2 separate regions of the Mus musculus genome follow, and region 2 is linked to region 1. The links are chromatin contacts, called in public Hi-C maps. All regions are on one chromosome and are shown on one strand. Each heading gives the region's core, a stretch centred on a gene start, on an enhancer-like site or on the middle of the called end of the contact. The rest is flanking DNA. Distances are from core to core; before and after follow the strand shown.

Region 1 (2,700 bases), core at 70-2,569:
CTCAGTGGCTGTGGAACACCCTCCCCATCCAAACCCAAACAGAAACCCACCTGGCGGTGTGAAGTCTGTGACTATGAGACCAACGTGGCGAGGAACCTCCGGATTCACATGACCAGTGAGAAGCACATGCACAACATGATGCTTCTGCAGCAGAACATGAAACAGATTCAGCACAATCTGCACCTGGGCCTCGCCCCGGCCGAGGCCGAGCTCTACCAGTACTACCTGGCTCAGAACATCGGCCTGACAGGGATGAAGCTGGAAAATCCTGCCGAGACTCAGCTCCTGCTTAACCCTTTCCAGTTCGACTCCGCCACAGCAGCGGCTCTGGCACCAGGACTTGGTTAGTACTTTCTGTTCTGCACTATTGTCCGTTTTGAATATTTTCCACTTTGATCTCTTGTAGGAGGGCACTGACAAACTGGGACTGTTCGCCAGAAAGGGCTTTCTCTTAAACTGCGTAGGCAAACTGCAAACAGGCACATTGCTTTAAAGCTAAGTTAAATCTAGAGAGTGAAGAGGTGAGAAATTAGTGACAGCATATAAGAAGTTAACAAGGTTTGCCCACGTTTGATAGGTCCATTAAAAATGCTCATTTACATACCTTGTTTACCCTCAGTAGCCATGCATTTGCCAGAATTTGCAGGTTTACTCTCGGTGATTACTCCCCAAGACGTCAAATACAAACCATCATGATATTATTTACATATTTTCGAAAACTATTTGAATGGCTGTAATTGCTCATAATTAATCCTACAACAATCCCATTACCTTATCCAGGTATTTGGGAGTATATTATAGGCAACAAGTGCAGAACCAGGCAAATCCTATCAAGCTGTAAGACAAATTGAGAAACAACAATTAGTGTCTATGTAAGTCTATCTAGGCTCTTAAATCACAAACATGTGACTGTTTTGTTATAGTATTCATCAACTTTCTTGTACTGGAAAATACAAATTTCAGGATGACATCATGCCCAATAGGAGTAATTAAAGCTATCTGATGAGGGAATTTAGAAGTTGAAAGGGAAGATTGTAATTGACCCTGATCCAATCCTATTACAGCTTTTTATAGTTTAAGCTCTAGAGAAAGCACATTCCTTGTCAAGACATTTTTTTCTTTAACATTCTTTCATGTGTGCTGTGTTTTCTAGTCTCTATTTTTCCTTTTAATTTTTCCCCTGTAGTAAATAATGAGCTGCCGCCTGAAATCCGGCTTGCCAGTGGTCAGCTAATGGGTGATGACCTGTCCCTCCTTACTGCAGGAGAGCTGTCACCTTATATCAGTGACCCGGCGCTGAAGCTATTCCAGTGTGCTGTTTGCAACAAATTCACCTCTGACAGCCTGGAGGCTCTAAGTGTGCATGTGAACAGCGAGCGCTCTCTCCCTGAAGAGGAATGGAGAGCTGTAATTGGAGATATCTACCAGTGCAAGCTCTGCAACTACAACACACAGCTCAAAGCCAACTTCCAGCTCCACTGCAAGACTGATAAGCATATGCAGAAGTACCAGCTGGTGGCCCACATCAAGGAAGGGGGCAAAAGCAATGAGTGGAGGCTGAAGTGCATTGCCATTGGCAACCCTGTTCACCTAAAGTGTAACGCCTGTGACTACTACACCAACAGTGTGGATAAATTACGTCTGCATACTACCAATCACAGGCACGAGGCGGCCCTGAAACTCTACAAGGTAAGCCATGCCATCCATTTTCATTGGCTCAGAGTAGAGAAAGGCATTAACCATTTCAGAGTTTGGAGACTGTAGAGGAGAGGGCAGGTGCAAGGATCAAGATGCACAGTTTCTATTGCCATTCACAAAGGTATATGAAATGCATGCCAGTGGAAACTGGGGACTCGCTCCTTGCCCTTTTTCCACCTCTCTCAGAGGCATAAATTGCTCCATAGCTTCCTAAAACAAAAAATATTTTCTGGATATTGTCATGAGGAAAATGGTACTTTAAGGTTATGTTTTATTTATTGTTTTTACAAAACAAAACCAAAATACCACTAAGTGTTAAAGGGTGCAAGGAACAGAGGACACAGGCATGACCTACACTGTAAATGTATCATTTATTTGGTAATAAACAAGAATGACCCAAACAGAACATTTGTGTCTGTGTACTCTTGGTGACATAGAATAAACACACTCTTGCTTAGCATCAGTTAGAAGTCTCTTCAAGAAAACTTTGTTGTTCGTTTGCATGATTGTTTTCCCAACTGGTAATATTTTCTCTCCTCCCCAAAGGGTGTAGCCTACATAAATATGCTCTTAAGATGACAAGTGCTCTTTTATCTTTACTGAGAAAAACTATGCAGACATTATTCATACTTGAAAGTAATGAACAACATGAATTGCACAACTTGTCTTGATATTTTCTAATAACCCTAATGTCTGATGAATTTATTTTTTGTAGTTAGTTCACTGGATTGTCTTGATGCTCTTGGTTCCTGTACAAGTGTAGCACATTCATTTTTATGATGAATAACTTGGTTACTTACTAAAAAAAATCTTATTTTGTCTAGAGGATATTAAAATTCAGAAAATATTACAAACCATTAGTTATTGTAACAAGCTCTAAATATGATTACAAAATCCATTTTGCAAGTGTTATCTATTGATTTATACTAGAAATCAGTGATAACTATACTATCAGGAGTCAACCAACAATTATAGTTCCTATAACTTTTCTAGTCATATTTA
Region 2 (2,700 bases), core at 161-2,660, 140 kb after region 1:
GAGCAGCTCACAACTATCTTTAGCTCTAGTTCCATGGGATCCACCTTTCTGTTCTGACCTATACAGACTTCTCAGGTATGCACACACACACACACACACACACACACACACACACAAGTATGTGCACACAAATACACACTGAAATAACTGAAGTGTGTGATTCCTTTTTTTAAACATTACAAACAGGCTATGCCTGTGCCAATTGCAATAAAAAACAAGTGCAAGTGAATTGATTTTAATATATGCTTCAAGATGTACATTATGAATTGTATGATCAAATGATAGTCACTTTCCATTTTTTTATAATTCATATGAAAATATTCTAAGCTAAACACTGAAAACCTTTTAAATCTGTTTGATGTGGATCCCCACATGAAACAGCATATGATCAGCATTTTAGGCATGTTTAAAATGCTAAGCAAAGTTGAGCATCCCATGCTCCTGTAGTAATAGCAGATTATAGCACTTCATTCTCTTTCTAGTCTCCTGAAACATTTAAACAGGAAAACAGCATTTCTTTCTCCAGATAATTAGGAAACTCTAGAGGAGACTGACTCAAGCTTTACGTTAAAGCACATGTACACCATACGGTTTAACGTGTAAATAAGTATTTTATTTTCCATATTCTTTGATGTTAAAGGAGATTGAAAGTGTATACACTGTCAATAAAATGGTACTGTGGAAAACTATCATTTCTTTGTTACTATTGCATGTAATGCAGTAGGTTTCAAAAAACTGCTTTGGCGTGTTTTTTAGCGTTTCATTTAAAATATTTATTCTCCTCAGTTCTACCGTGTTCTCTTTAATATATTAACATGTTGTGTCTAATTTTCCTAGAAGACATTTTATATTTTATGACATTTTATAATTGAGGAAATCTGGCATCTAAACTAGAATATAGCCACTCCTACTCACCCACAATTCTAGCCTATAGGTTTGCTAGAGAAAGTGGTTTCTTCACATTACTTTTGACTCTAAAGCCTAATTATATAATGAATGTCAAATTTATTTCTAAACCTCTCTTTGAGTTTGAAAGTGACCTTTTATTCTGGCTTATACGGAATTTTATGGTGTGGAGAAATTCCCTTGTGATTATTTTTTGCATGATTAAAAATTTGCAAAGTTCTTATGGCTCCAAAGAGCCTACCTGTAATAAACAACTTTTGCCTTCCAAACCACAAAACGGGTCTGAATTGCTTGAGCATTAGAGCTAATTGCCTGCCTACTTCAAAGAAAGAACTGCAAAGAGAGGAGGGCGAACCTCACAGAAGCAGGGGCATGGCAGACAAATCTGCCACTCAGAGTTGTGGCTTGGAAAAGCCAGGCAGAGTTACTGCCTCTGACCTGCTGTTTGCCATTAAGTTGACGGGGAGAGTCCATCCCATAATCTCTCCCTGCTGAGGACACAGAGTCTTTGTTCACACTCAGATTTCACAAACTGTTGCCAGGGTCAGCCTGAGGTCAGACACCACAGTGATGTATAGAAGAACGTGTCTGGGAATTTCTCTCACACTTGAAACACATACCAGAAAATGAAGAAGAGTAACGTGCAAAAATCTGTCTGATGAGACCCTGATTATATTGTAACCTGCTTTTTAGGACCTTTATAATTTTTTTTCTTTTCCTGACACACAATGTTTTATTAATGGGAGTAGCGATAGCCCTTACAATTTTGTGTCCCCTGGAGATAAGGCTTCTCAGTAGCAACTCTGACACCTCATTTTCTAGCCCTAGGGGCAAGGTCTAGTAAATCTACTCAAAGGAAGCTTCATCCTTTCTCAGGATGAGTTGAGAAGGAGCTGTCATGAGACTGCACTGGATATATCATGTCTCGTGTACACGTGGACTTGGCAGAGACACAGCCTGATCTGGTCATAATCTCAGCCTTCCTGCTCTTGAAGCCCTCATAGCCATGGTCCCCACTGCCTAGTCTGCTGTTGTGAGGAGAAACATGGGAGAAGTCTGATTACTGATTATCATCAGTAGCTGAAAGCAATACAGAGCTACAAAACACCGCGTATCTTCTTAAAGCGAGATTTCCATGCACCTCTGCACAAAGTGGCACCTTCCCACCAAGTTAACCAGGCTCACAACTCCCCTCTGTGGAGTACAAAGTGTAACACTGGAATAAATGCATGCATGCAGATTATCCTATCTTGGAGGACTCTCAATTTAACCCAGCTCTTATTTTGAATGTATTAGATGTCCTGTTTCTCCTTTTTGCTTACACAGTTGCAGAGCATGGCTGAAAACTGAACCATCAAGTAGATTTTTTTTTTGTGCTCAGCTGCTACTTATGACAGTGGATATTTCATTCTGCTGCCAGAATGTTATTAATAAAACATGGAGTGTGGAGAAGGACACATTTCCCCCTTTCAATCACTATAGCATTTGCAATGAAAATTTTATTCAGTGTGTAATTTTCAGTGAATGCTTGACACTTGAAATGTCCGTAGCACCATTTTGTATGGTTATTGAAGGGTTAATTGTATCATGTTCTCTGCATAAAAGCTTTGCTTATCAAAAGCAAATAGAATAGAGTATGCAAATGTGTTCTGATGACCTTTCGCCTTTCCAGGGTTAATTTATATTCTCATTAAAGATTTTATGAAATTGTTCAGCCTGGTGCTGCAAATCCCATTTTACCTTCTTCTCCTAATTTATGTAATTCCTACCTGAACTGGGGAATATACCTTATAT

The links. A called contact is a pair of places that touch in the nucleus more often than the background predicts.
Region 2: a Hi-C map of the N1E-115 cell line shows a contact between it and region 1, with 6 times the contacts expected there. The contact joins two enhancer-like sites. A contact is called at or near these places in 4 of 484 Hi-C or Micro-C datasets (the AML12 cell line, the N1E-115 cell line, embryonic fibroblasts and 1 more), 1 of 115 datasets of contacts at active chromatin or transcription factors (embryonic midbrain) and 2 of 9 other capture datasets (adipose tissue and embryonic tail).

Annotation. Positions count from the first base shown.
Region 1 is chr3:5,243,957-5,246,656 of GRCm38.p6, forward strand. Zfhx4 (zinc finger homeodomain 4) reads left to right here. Exons shown (of 11, transcript NM_030708.2): 2 at 1-343; 3 at 1,265-1,689. Among named protein-coding and RNA genes, the nearest start is that of 2700069I18Rik, 24 kb to the left of the region's middle. Within about 2 kb of position 1,320, at least 5 of the 459 cell types and tissues checked have an H3K27ac peak or open chromatin away from gene starts, as enhancers often do. A contact at or near this core is called in the N1E-115 cell line, where this site is marked.
Region 2 is chr3:5,386,656-5,389,355 of GRCm38.p6, forward strand. The region is part of intron 5 of Zfhx4 (zinc finger homeodomain 4); the gene reads left to right. Among named protein-coding and RNA genes, the nearest start is that of 4930555M17Rik, 130 kb to the right of the region's middle. RefSeq lists an enhancer at 186-2,700. Within about 2 kb of position 1,411, at least 62 of the 459 cell types and tissues checked have an H3K27ac peak or open chromatin away from gene starts, as enhancers often do. A contact at or near this core is called in the N1E-115 cell line, where this site is marked.